Regions from separate parts of the Sus scrofa genome. Here region 2 is linked to region 1. A link is a contact called in public HiChIP or PLAC-seq data. All regions are on one chromosome and are shown on one strand. The core of a region is the stretch at or near the end of the contact, and the rest is flanking DNA. Distances in the headings are between cores, read along the strand shown. Region 1 holds the start of PRPF4 (U4/U6 small nuclear ribonucleoprotein Prp4). Region 2 overlaps RGS3 (regulator of G-protein signaling 3).

The links. HiChIP or PLAC-seq counts read pairs in DNA pulled down with a chosen protein or histone mark.
Region 2: a contact with region 1 is called in an H3K27ac HiChIP or PLAC-seq map of skeletal muscle. The contact joins the enhancer-like site here to the promoter of PRPF4 in region 1. A contact is called at or near these places in 2 of 5 promoter capture datasets (fetal skeletal muscle and liver), 5 of 47 Hi-C or Micro-C datasets (brain, embryonic fibroblasts, omental adipose tissue and 2 more) and 1 of 2 datasets of contacts at active chromatin or transcription factors (skeletal muscle).

Annotation. Positions count from the first base shown.
Region 1 is chr1:253,904,781-253,911,282 of Sscrofa11.1, reverse strand. It overlaps PRPF4 (U4/U6 small nuclear ribonucleoprotein Prp4), which reads right to left and starts at 4,552. Exons shown (of 14, transcript XM_005660339.3): 1 at 4,462-4,552; 2 at 3,512-3,689; 3 at 1,384-1,570. CDC26 (anaphase-promoting complex subunit CDC26) reads left to right here and starts at 4,624. Exons shown (of 4, transcript XM_021067696.1): 1 at 4,624-4,819.
Region 2 is chr1:254,210,107-254,216,607 of Sscrofa11.1, reverse strand. RGS3 (regulator of G-protein signaling 3) reads right to left here. Exons shown (of 24, transcript XM_003480580.4): 24 at 4,803-5,764. The coding sequence ends at 5,579. Among named protein-coding and RNA genes, the nearest start is that of MIR378B, 78 kb to the right of the region's middle. Within about 2 kb of position 3,162, at least 25 of the 83 cell types and tissues checked have an H3K27ac peak or open chromatin away from gene starts, as enhancers often do. A contact at or near this core is called in embryonic fibroblasts, fetal skeletal muscle, omental adipose tissue and 2 more, where this site is marked.

The DNA.
Region 1 (6,502 bases), core at 3,303-5,802:
GTGCCTCTAGAATATCTAGGCTACAGAGACCTAGGAGTCACCGAATATATACGTGTTCAACAATGTCATGCAAATGGACCTGATCACTCAGTTAGTGTTGGACATGGGCAAAGAATAGAAGTGTATAAAAGTTAGGCAGGGGAAAAAGAAGCTTAGAAGAATTAGCTAGAGAAATGGGAGGAAGACCAGGAAGATTTGGTCTTATGAGGAGAGCCAAGGAAAGGGGGTGTGTGAAGGAGGAAGCAGATGGCCGGGTGCTAGGGCTGTTCTTAGTAAAGATACGCTGATGACCTCAATAAAGAGCAATTTCTACATGGCAGGGGTCAGTCTGTCTGCAGCCGGTTGAAGAGTAAATGAGTAGTAAGGGCCCTAAAGAGTAAATGCAATGAGTGAGGAAGAGCTGAGCCCCAACTCCCGAAGAGACAGGCAGGCAGGCCAGGTCCTCCTAAGTGCATACGACTAGTCTGTCATTAAGAGATTTTTTAACTTTAAAATCACCAAAGGAGCATCATCTGAGGACAGGGCCTCTTTTCAATAACATCTGAAAACACTTGTCATTATGTTCTATGTTAATGACAAAGAATGTGTTTGTCGTTTGAATTTTCAGAGTTCGGTGACAAATGTTTACCCAACTCACAACTCCACACCGAGGAAAGGAAGGGAGGGAACATGTCAACATCCTCTTCACAGTTTATAAAGAAAAATTAGTAGTGGAGTAAAAACTGGACTAAGACTCAGATTAACGGCGTCCCAGTTGTGGCGCAGTGGAAATGAATCTGACAATCCCTGGCCTTGCTCAGTGGGTGGGGGGGATCCAGCATTGCTGGGAGCTGTGGATAGGTTAGACACGGCTTGGATCCCATGTTGCTGTGGCTGTGGCGGAGGCTGGAAGCTGCAGCTCTGATTCAACCCTTAGCTGGGGAACCTCCATATGCCACAGGTGCAGCCCTAATAAAAAGCAAAAAAGAAAAAGACTCAGATTCAGGACTAAACCATATTAATACATAATACTTAATAAGATATTCTGTCAACAATATCTGAGATATTCTATAAAAGTTTTAGATATGAATAGTAGTTTTAGCTGACTAAAATTTGGAACTAGAACCCCATGATTAAAACAGAAAGACCAGGGAGTTCTCTTGTGGTGTGGCAGGTTAAGGTTCTGGATTGACACTGCAGTGGTGCGGATTCAATCCCTGGCCCAAGAACTTCCACATGCAGTGGGAATGGCTAAAAAATAAGTTAAAAAAAAAAAGTAAGTAAAAGTAAACTTATCTAAATATCTTGCCAACATATATTCAATTATATTAAAATTAAATTAATACATTAAATAAAAAACCAAATTTAAAAAAAAAAGGAAAGAGTAAAATTCAGAAAGGGCACCTTTCTCTTCTTTCAGCAGGACCCTCTCCAAAAAGCGTGATGGGTTCCCCCAGGGCTCTAAGGCAAGCCTTGACCTCTGAGTCATCTGTAGAAACATTGATTTGCCGGGCTCGCTTCCTTCTCTCAAATTCAGCTAACACTTCGGCCTGTCGCTCACTGATGTGCTCTTCAATTTCAAACACTTCTCCTATAAAAAGAACAGGCAGCATCAGCATAATCACCAGATCTTCAAGTAGGGAGAAAGAATTTCTTACAATTGGAGTATATCTCTAAGGAAAGTTAATTGTCCTATCTACTTCACACTTAACAGTTTATGGATTCTTGGTTTATTAAAGTATGCCAATCATAGAAAAATAATCAGGATTTAAAAGACAGGAAAATGGTTGAAGCCATACTGTTTCATCTGGCAACCTTAACACTTATATAAACATACAATTGACATGAGACAATGAGAGTACAGAGTCCCTTTAACAAGTTAACTGGGCTTTCTATCCACAGTAAAACAGAAACACTATTTTAACAACTGCTAGAGCTACTCTCTAAACTAGTCTTAGTAGGAGTTTCCATTGTGGCAACACCAGATCCCCTAACCCACTGTGCCAGGCCAGGGATCGAACCCGCACCTCTGCAGCAACTGGAGGCACTGCAGTTGGATTCTTAACCCACTTTGCCACAGAGGGAACTCTGACTATAAGGCTTTTTGGATAATCCAGCAGCCCAGATACAAGCATTTGGATGAAAAATGAGAAGTATAGTAGTGATGCTGTTATGTTTAAAACAACATAAAAAGTTAAAAAAGTCACCAGAGCACATGTGTACAGAAAAAGAAAATGTGTGGGAGTATTAATAGAAATGACAGAATCCTATCTGCAGAGGTCTTTCTACACCTTTCAGTACGATTTGAATTTCTTATGACAAATATGAATAATTTTATTTTAAAAACAGTGGACCACTAGTTACTGACATCAAAAGATATCCTCAACAGTAAACAGAATGACAAATGCAGGTTACGAAATAATTTATCATGATTTCATTTATAGAAAAAAATCTTGTATTTCTGTAGCTTTATTAAATTCTTGGAATAATATAGACCTAATTAATAAGGATTATAGGCTTTTCTACCTCACACATTTCTAACTAATCTCTTTCAAAATAAAAACAGCTATTGCTTTTAATTGAAAGAGATATTTCATTTTGGGTGAAAAATAATTGGAAAACTGAACAAGTTAGAATATTATGAACCAGGGTAGTTCCAAACCAATGCCAGAACTATCCTAGATATCCATAAGATAAGTGGAATCAATCTGAATCCAAACACACACTGAATAAATTCCCAGTAAAATTATTAACAATTCAGGGAAGAAAACCTGTATAAAAGGTTTTAAGAAAAAAGGTTCTGGGAGTTCCCGTCGTGGCGCAGTGGTTAACGAATCTGACTAGGAATCATGAGGTTGCAGGTTCGATCCCTGGCCTTGCTTAGTGGGTTAATGATCCGGCGTTGCTGTGAGCTGTGGTGTAGGTTGCAGACGCAGCTTGGATCCCGAGTTGCTGTGGCTCTGGCATAGGCTGGCGGCTACGGCTCCGATTAGACCCCTAGCCTGGGAACCTCCCATATGCCGTGGGAGTGGCCCAAGAAATGGCAAAAAAGACAAAAAAAAAAAAGTTAAAAGAAAAAAGGCTCTGGGGTAATGTTAAATGGGTAGGCAGAAAGTATGGCCTTCGAAAGATGCAAATTTTTGTTTGTTTTTTTGTTTTTTTGCTTTGTTAGGGCCGCACTTGGGGCATTTGAAAGTTCCCAGGCCAGGGGTCAAACTGGAGCTGCAGCTGCCAGCCTACAACACAGTCACAGGCTCTTGGGATCTGAACCACGTCTGAGACCTACACCACAGCTCAAAGTAACAGTGGATCCTTTAATCCACATTTGAATGAGGTCAGGGATCCAACCTGCATCCTCTTGGATACAAGTTGGGTTCGTGTAACCCGGGAGCCACAATAGGAACACCAATAGATGCAAGTTTAATATGCGAAGTTTTCTGACACTATACTTGTGATATCTACGTTTAGGAAAGTAAATATTACAGAAATTTTGAGCACCCAAAGTAGAGATGGACTACAGTTTGCATCTTACCAGAGGTTATGTTAATATTCCCTGCTTCAATTCCTGCTTTAAGTCCTTCTTTTCCCAAAATCCCAGACTCTCCTTTGGCCAGCCGTTCCCTCTCCTTTTCTTCCAAACTTCCATAATAGATGTGTGGTTTCTTCACAACAGGAGCGACTAAGTCATCAGGTGCCTTAGTTTTGGTTGCCTGTTAAATCAAAGACCTGGATGAACCTAAAGCTTAATCTCAGCAATTTGCTAGCTTCCCAGAGGATGAAGCTTATCCAGAGCTTCAATCCTATTCCCTCCCCCAAAAAAGACAAGTTGGACACCAATTAAGATGTATCTTCCCTGATGGAGTGGGGCAGGGGGGAGTGTTCCAGTCTCTCAGTCACTTTAAGTTTTGCAGATAGGAAGAGATAGATAAAACTAGTGAATTTCTCTTGTGATTTTTCTATCAATGGTTTGCTTTGGAACATGTTTACTTCATTTGGTTGGAGGTGCAATCTCTTCTTGGGTTTTATGAAACTTTCAGGGCCACTGCTCATCACAGGAGATATCAAGAATAACTGAAATAACCAACGCCATGATAAAGGGGAACAAGTTATAAAGTTACCGGTCTATACAATTCAAACGTTTTCAGACGCGAGGTAGTAGATATGAAGTTAGGAGGCCTCATTATAATCAAGACTGACACTGTCGTAAATCTTGGCCAAAACCCTACTCCCTTTCAGAGCTCCGTTTCTGAACGAGACGGAAGAGGTATTTACATTTTAGGGTTGTTGTAGTAAGAGATGAAAATGACCTAAAACACACTCCGGTCACTCAAAGAAAAACGCTGCTCAGCTCTCTAAGACCAGACCGAGTCTGGCAGCCTTCCTCCTCAGTCCTCCACCGCCCGTTCCCTAACGGCTCTGTTCTGCACGGACCCCCCACCCCTCCGCCCTCCCTGCCCTGCCAGAGTGAGCCGAGATCCGTACCGTGGAGGAGGCTCGCGAGGAAGCCATGCTGGGCTCCGAGGCCGCGAAGCTTCAGCAAGAGGCGAGCCCTACGTTCCAGACCATCCACCGCGCGCCTAACAAAGCGGAATTACGTCCAGACCGGAAGTGGGCCGAGGGCCGAAGCCGCGTCCTGGGCGCCGTAGAGCATGATGGGAATCGTAGTAGGAAAGGCTCTGGGTGCGTTGAGCGTTGTGACACGTACAGCCTCTAAAAAGAGCACGCGGAGGACGAGGTTCTGCGAGGAGAGAGACTCAGAGCAACCTGGGAGGTGTAGTGCAGTTGACATAGCAGAAGATTCGGGGTGGGCGCTGAGGTTCCGGGAAAGGGCTGAAAAGAGGTAGGTGCTTCAAGTCGCGCGCCTCCGGACTGAACTCCGGGAGTGAAACGGCACCTTCCGGGGTCTGCTGCCGCTCCCGGCCCTGCGAAGAGCTTTAAGTCCTCCTAGAGTGGTGGACCATGTTGCCATGGAAACCTTTGCCCCGGACCCAGGAGTGCGGTCCTGTAGCCGCGAAAGGAGTGTGCTTTCCTCCGCTGTCGGGAAGTTCTCTCGGCAGCTTCTTTTGAGCTGGGTGGATTTTCGGTGCATTTGGGCAGTGGCGAAAGAATAAGCTCGAAGAGCCCTCTAGCGCCAGAGTAAAATAAAGAGCCAGCGGAGGAGCCATGGCCTGTGTTTGGTCTATATTACTCGGAGTGAGATGAAGAATGTCAGGCGTCAGGTAAACTGCGCGCAAGCAGCTCTGCACAGCCCTGTGTTGCCCTGGGTGTTGGGGCACCAGAGATCGACAAGACAAGGTTTTTGCTCCCGTATCGGGGGTGGAGATTTTTCAAAATTTATTGTTGTTTCCCGAGCTGGACAGAGCCTCCTACCCTCTCCAAGGGCAGTTACAATAATAATGGCTACATATTTGAGCGTTTACTAAATGCCAAGTTACGTACGTTACAGGCACTTATCTGCATCACGTCATTCAATCCATACAACACCTGAGTACAGATACAAGGGAAGAAGCTAAGATCTAGTGAAAGGCGAAGCTAATTGTCCAAAATCAGTGGCAACAGAATTTGAGTCTCTGCCCTTTGCCTCCAAAGCAAGCACTTTTACCCATTACACTATACTTCTTCATAGTGGTGAGCTTTTTACAGCTTGCGGGAAAGTTAGAATGTATCACAGTTGTTTTTTTCTTTTAAGCATTCTCTTGGAACTTTGGCTTCCTCTTGCCTTTGTCTACGTTGGAATCAAGATCCTATTTGATTTGGGAGTTCCTGTCGTGGCGCAGCAGAAACGAATCCGACTAGGAACCAGAGGTTGTGGGTTTGATCCCTGGCCTTGCTCAGTTGGATCCGGAGCTTAAGGATCCGGCATTAGGGTGAGCTGTGGTGTAGGTCGCAGACGCGGCTCGGATCTGGCATTGCTGTGGCCCTGGCGTAGGCCGGCAGCCACAGCTCTGATTAGACCCCTAGCCTGGGAATTTCCATATGCTGTGGGAGCGCCCTAAAAGGACAAAAAAAAAAAAAAAAAAAAATCGTATTTGATTTAGTACCAAAAAATTTGAAATGTAATGTGTCAGTGTTTTGTGTTGATAATATCATTTGTCTCAGTCCCAGGCTTCATGGGAGGAGGGGAAATTTTATCTTTTGTATACTTCACAGTCCCTAGCTACATCCTAGAAACATGTAATAATCATTTATGTTTGTACATACTTTTTTTTTGCTTTTTAGGGCCGCACCTGCGGCATATGGAGGTTCCCAGGCTAGGGGTCTAATCAGAGCTACAGCTGCCGGCCTGTACCACAGCTCACCACAACACCGGATCCTCAACCCTCTGAGTGAGGCCAGGGATGGAACCCTTAACCTCATGGTTCCCAGATAGATTCATTTCCACTGCGCCACGATGGGAACTGTACATACCTCATTTTATTTATTTATTTATTTTGTCTTTTGTCTTTATTGGGCTGCAGCAGTGGCATGTAGAGCCGAGTCTGCAATCTATACCACAGATCACAGCAATGCTGGATCCTCAACC
Region 2 (6,501 bases), core at 1,913-4,412, 310 kb before region 1:
GGCGCACTGAACTCAGGAAGACCCAGGGCCCAGGGGTAGGTAGGCTGCTTCATCCCAGTTGGCCCCTCCATTCCTCCGGGGAAGTGGCTAAACCCTATTTTTAGAATCCTAACAACTCACATGTACCCACACACTGAGACACAGACACACAGACCCTACATACAGAGACCCACTCAGCCTGAATCCCAGCCCCTCACACACAGCGCCATCTGCCCCTCCAGAAGGTCCTCAGATAGGAAGAAAGGCTTGATTCTCCTTGTTTCCCAGGAGAGAAGAGGGGCCTCAGCCAAGGTCGCAAAGGCATCTGGGACTGGTCTGGAGGCCGGGCAGCTGCTCAACGGTGTAAGTGCTATTCAGTTACCTCCAAAATGGCAGGGAGGGTCGTGCTGGGCCCAATGGCGCCTGGGGCCCAACTCCATCCCCTTGGGGCTTTGCCCTTGCCGTTGAGTCACCAGCCATCTAGGTAGAAACTGGCTTCAGAGTAGATGTGGGGCCACCTCCTCCTGTGAAGCTGGTTGCAGGGCCTGGCCTCATCCATTGGGTCACTTGGTCGCAGCCCCAGGCCTCCCTCCGGCCCCACGCAGGGCACCCTCTGTGCTGAGGGCTTACACAGATTCATTATCTCACCAAATCCACATGAGTTCCTTGAGGTGGGATTATTATTCCCATTTTACAGATGAAGCAACCAAGGTGCAGAGAGGCAAAGCAACTTCTCCCACAGCTCTACTGAGAGCTGAAATTCAGGGCCAGAAAGCCACACACACTTAAGCTCATGCCTTCCCTAGAAAACCTCTGACCTCGGGAGCTCCCCCTGTGGCACAGTGGGTTAAGAATCCGACTGCAGTGCCTTGGGTTCCCTGCGGAGCTGCAGGTTCAAGCCCCAGCTGGGTGCAGTGGGTTAAGGATCCGGCATTGCTGCAGCTATGGCATGGGTCACAGTTATGTCTTAGATTCATTCCCTGGCCCGGGAACTTCCATATGCCTTGGGTGCAGCCACGAAAGAAAGAAAGAAAGAAAGAAAGAAAGAAAGAAAGAAAGAAAGAAAGAAAGAAAGAAAGAAAGAAAGAAGAAGGAAGGAAGGAAGGAAGGAAGGAAGGAAGGAAGGAAGGAAAGAAAGAAAGAAAGAAAGAAAGAAAGAAAGAAAGAAAGAAAGAAAGAAAGAAAGAAAGAAAGAAAGAAAGAAAGAAAGAAAAAAGAAAGACAGACCTCCGCCCTCAAGCCAAGGAGGAGCTGAGTTAAGAGGCCCCATCGAAGCCACTAAATCTCTCAGAGAGTGATGCTGCCTGGGAGTTGGGGCTGGAGTTCCAGTTCCCACTCAGCCTCTCCGGTACTTGTCCCCTTTCTCTGATCCTTAACTTCCTCACTTATAAAATGAAAACAATCCTCAGACCTTCTCCAGACCTGTGGCGAGGCCTTGGTGGAGATAAGGAATGGACCCTCCTGTGTGTGCCACGCAAGCCATCACTTTTTTTCCTCTGCAGCCTGGCACTGCCCGCCCCCAGCTCCAGCTATGCCTTCGCTGCCATCATCCTGAGCAGGCCCAGGTCAGTTCCACAGCTCTTCCTCAACGGCCACCCGCCACTCAAGCCCCGCTGTCTCCTCCAGCCCAAGGGAGGGGCACCCCGGCAGCAGCAGGCCCAGGGTACCCCCTTCCCTCCTGCCTGGCCTGACCGGGGAGAGGCCAGGCAAAACCAGATGTTTCACAGATGTTGCTGATTGTCAGCAAAACAAGAGCTCGGGAGCGCCTTCTCTGAGGCCCAGGATCTGTTGCTTGAGGGCCTGAGAGCACTGCGAGAGAGGCAGGGGTGAGGGGCCGCCTTCAGCAGCAAGAGAAGGAAATTGGAGATTTTCCAGGGTAGGAGGTCCATGGGAGGGATCCAGAGAGGGAACACTAGGCACAGGGTCCAGGGGGAGCAAGGCTGGAAGGTGAGGGCAGGGAGCTCGGGGAGACTAGGGGGCGGTGAGGGGGGTACGGAGGAAGGAAGCTGGAGAATTGGGCCAGGATGTCCGGGGCTGCCCAGCCAGGAGACCTGCGGAGGCTACTGCTGACCTGCCTCCAGAGCCCCACCTCTGCCCCAGAACCCCAACTTCAGTGGAGGAGAACTTGAGAACCCCCAAGAGGCTCCCAGGCCCTCCTGAGCTATCTCTTGAGGTAATGAGCTCCCTGTCACAGGAGGGATGCAAGCAGAAACCCAAGAAGGGATCCAAGCACCGGCAGCAGTTGGATCCAGACGGTCTCTTCCAGGCTGGAGGGTTTAGGAGGCTATATCTGTCCCCAGCCAGGCTGAGAGCCTGCGGGAGGCAACTGAAGCTGGCTTGGGCAGACCAATGCCCAATCCCCGCCCACTGGCATCCACTGGAGTGGCACTAGTGTGCCCTTTCCCCTTTCCACCCTTCACATTTGCCAGCTAACCCCAACTGCTCGCAGCCAGGCCAAGACTGGGCAGCAGCACAGGGACAGACTGTTTCTGACTTATTCCCTGGAACAAGCTGGCTTTGCCCTCCACCAAAAACATTCCTGGAAGGATAGGGATCTGGGGTCTGAGATGAAAGGCTTCCTGACCCCTCTAATCCAGGTAGAGAATGTGCTTCGCCACCTCCCTGTGACGCTGAAAATGTGGCTGACAGCAGCTCGTGTTGAAGACACACATCCCTGGGCCGGGCACTGGGTTCAACTTGCTGCCAAAGACCTCCTGGCAACTCTGGGGTCGGTGCCAATACGCTCAATTTATGGATGAGAAAACTGAGGCAAAGAGAGGCTCCGTGACTGGTTTTTTTGTTTGTTTGTTTTTTCCCCCAAAGATGTGCAGCTAGTAGTAAGCAGTGGGACCAAGGGCTGAATCCTGGAGCCTGGGCCTTGCACCTTTACTCAGCGCTGTTTTCCTCCCTCTGCCTCTGTCTTCCCATCTGTGAGATGGGAGGGAGCTGGATGCGGGGCCCTCACAGCTCCCGGATCCCATACTGACCAGCCTGGGCTTCGCCTTCTGGACACCATACAGGTCAGGGCACTGCGGCCTCAGGTGGTGAGGGCTGTGCCCAAAGCCCCCAGGAACCCGGGCGGGGGTAGGGCAGGCGGATCCAGGCGCCTTTCCAGGCTGCCCTCCAGCTGTTCAGCGACGCCAAAGCAGCTCGGAGGCCAAGGGCCTCGAGTGTGAGTCATGGAAACCAGGCAGCGGGATCTTCCGAAATGGGAATTCCATCTGCCTGACTTGGTGCTCCTAGAGGGTGGTTTCCATGGCAATGTGGGAATACTGGCCCGAGGCTGAATCCCTGGATCCTAAAGAAAGGGGAAGGTGAGTCTCCTCACAGGCCCAGTGTCTCCTCCGAGCAGAGGAGGCCGCAGAGAGGCCGGGCGGGCTGGGACCCAGAAGGCCTGGGCGCTGCCATCAGCTGTGCGGCTATCATTTTGGGGGACAGGAGTGGTGTAGCCATCCACTCTGTTGGACCTTGATTTCCCAGCTGTCAGGTCCCCAAATCTCAGGCCTGGATGACACCTGAGAGGTTCCCTGGCCCTGAATGAGGAGCACACGTCTCTGTCCCCAGTCCTTCCAGGGGCATCACGGCAACTCTGTGGTGAGAAAGCCCTTCACCATTTACAAAGCCAAACAGGGCTCGCTAGCCAGGTCCAGTGCCAGGCCCCTGGCACCTGGAAGAAGACCCAGCCCCACTCCTGAAGGAGCTCACAGGGGAAGAGGCTGTAACATGTAGTGAGCACCTTTTGTAACCTGGCCCCAAGTTAGGCCCCCCAAGACCACCATTTCTGATGCTTTCCCAGTTCGGGGGAAACCTAGGTGTGCTCTTGCTCAGGGAGCCCAGCAAGGGCGGCATGGAGGACAGTGGCTGCAGCTCCAAGTCCTCGGTGGGCAGACCTGAACCCAGGGCCCCACGCAGGGAACAAGCTCCAAGGAGATGGGGCCCAGCCCCTCTGGCACCAATTCTGTCTCCCTTCATCTGTCAGCCCAGCTGAGCCAGTCCCCACCCCAGGGCCCCACTCTGGTCGCTGCCTCCGGATCCTGGCAGGTGGTATGTGTGGGCAGCTTTTGCAACGGCTTGGGCAGGCTCTCTCCCACCCCTCTAAGCAAGTGGTCCAGGGCCCCCTCTGGACCGTGGCTTTGAACCTGGCCTTTCCTAAATCTGCATCTCCTGTTAGGCACAGAGGGGGACGTCCTCCCCAGGGCCACAGAGGGACACTCGGGGAACACGATCCCACCCCGGCCCCGTCACCTCCCCGGCTCGTTCTCTGTCCTAAAGGCCTCCACAAGCCTGCCATCTACGGCTGCCACCCTGCCTGAGATTCTGGCCTCATCCACCTCCACCAGCCATCCTTGTACCACCAGAAAGTTCCACTGGAACCTCAGGGTGTGGCAGGACAGAGACGGGAAGGGACTAGTAGCAGCCAAGTTAGGAGTCCCTCCGGTAGCTGGTAGGGGACAGTGATGCAGAGTATAGCCAGGCTGGCTTGGGCTGAACCATGTCTCTGCCACTTGCTGGCTGTGTGACCTTGGAAAAGTCACCTAACCTGCCTGGGCTTCACTCGCCTCATCTGTTAAAGGGGGATAAGCCCCAGCTCCCAGGCTTGTGGGGAAGATGAGATAGATGTTAAGTGGAACAAGCCTGGCAGAGCGCCTGGCACAGAGCAGGCGGCTGTCTGGGAACAGCACCAGCGTATCATGTATATGGCACAGGGGTGGGAGGCAGGTGATGGCTAGAGAGGAGAAACAGCTAGAATGACAGCCCACCTACCAACTGCCCCAGGCCCAGTCTCCCTAGGAAGCCTCAAAACCAGGAACACACAGAAAGGGTCAAGAACAAAAAATAACACAGGCCTTTTATTTGCTCCAGAACTCGGCCACTGTCTGGTCTGAGGGTGCCATGCTTCCCTGGAGCCCCCGGGGGGCCCTCACTCAGGGGTGCTGGATTTCGGTGTGAGGTCAGACTGCGGCCCCCACCCCTCCGGGCCTTGTCAGTCCAGCAGTCCCAGCTGCCCGCCACTGGGGCTTGGGACCAGTGAATCCCCTGAAACCGGAAATGGTGTCCACCTTCTCTGCGAGGTGGCTTTTCACAAGGCGTTGGTTAAAATATTGCACTTGGAAATTAGGAAAACTGATGAGGCAAAAGGTTTCCTAGTACAGGACGACGTGCCAAGCATCCAGCTACTGTTTAAATAAATAAAACTCAAGGCAGGGGTCTGAGCTGAGAGCCCCGGCGGCCCCCCTGGAGAGCCCCGGAGCCCAGGCCTGAGCCCCTGCCCCATCAGCCAGTTCTTTAAGGAACTTGGTCATTGCAAGAGTCTCCACATCCGGGAGCAGCAGCTCCGGATCTGGCTCAGCCAGGGCCCCTGACCTGCCAGGGCCCTCGGGCCCCCTCGTACCAGGGCAGTGGGGACCCACTGGGGCCAGTCCCTCTACTCCTCCAGTGGCCTGGGCCTCTCTTGGTCCAGGCCTCTCATCCAAATGTCCGTCTGTCTGTCCGGACACAGCCTTCCGGGCTTGCTTGCCCCCCTGTCACGGGGAGAGGGAGGCAGTGGGGAGGCACCCAGCCCGCCTGGTGTGAACGCTGAGCTCCACCCCCGTGGCCCCTAAAGCGGGGGACTCATCTTCTTCTGGTTAATGAGGTCCAGGTAGAGGTCAGAGCGGAGGAAGCGTGGGTACGAGTCCTTCTCCATGAGCCCAAAGATACGCTTCTGCGCCAGATCAAAGCAGCCCCGCGTGACGCTCTGCAGGTTGTCCTTGGTGTGTTCCCGTGTGTATGAGTCCAGGTTTACCTGCAGGGCAGAGGGTGACATTGTCAGGGCTGCCTGCAAGAAGCTGCTCCTGGGGACTGGGGGCCCCTGGACGGGACCTACCAGCTTCTCACCTCCAAGCCCCTGCCCTGTATCTTAAGGTTCAGAGCGGAGGCCCACAGGTTAGTGGACTTAAGTCCTGGCTCGGTCACTTCCTATTCAGGTGGGAGAGTTAACAGGGCCTGAAAACACCACCTCCAGGGTCTGGTTCCCTGAGTTCAAGATCCCAGCAGTGCCACATCTAGATGTCTGATCTTGGAGTTCCCGTTGTGGCGCAGTGGTTAACAAATCCAACTGGGAACCATGAGGTTGCGGGTTCGATCCCTGGCCTTGCTCAGTGGGTTGAGGATCTGGCATTGCCGTGAGCTGTGGTGTAGGTTGCAGATGTGGCTTGGATCCCTCGTTGCTGTGGTGTAGGCTGGTGGCTAGAGCTCCGATTAGACCCTAGCCTGGGAACCTGCATATGCTGCAGGAGCAGCCCTAGAAAAGGCAAAAAAAAAGAGACAGAAAAAATGGATGTCTGATCTTTAGCAAATTATTGAAGGGCTCTGTGCCTCCCCTGCCTTGTGTATCAGCCAGAATGGTGGTATATTCCTCACCGAGTTGTGGAAATTAAGATCATCCATATCAAATAGATGGACTGTATTTAATATGCATGCAGAGGAAGCACCCCACAGATGTTAGGCTCTCTGAGACAACCTCCTCATGTTTAAAGGAAA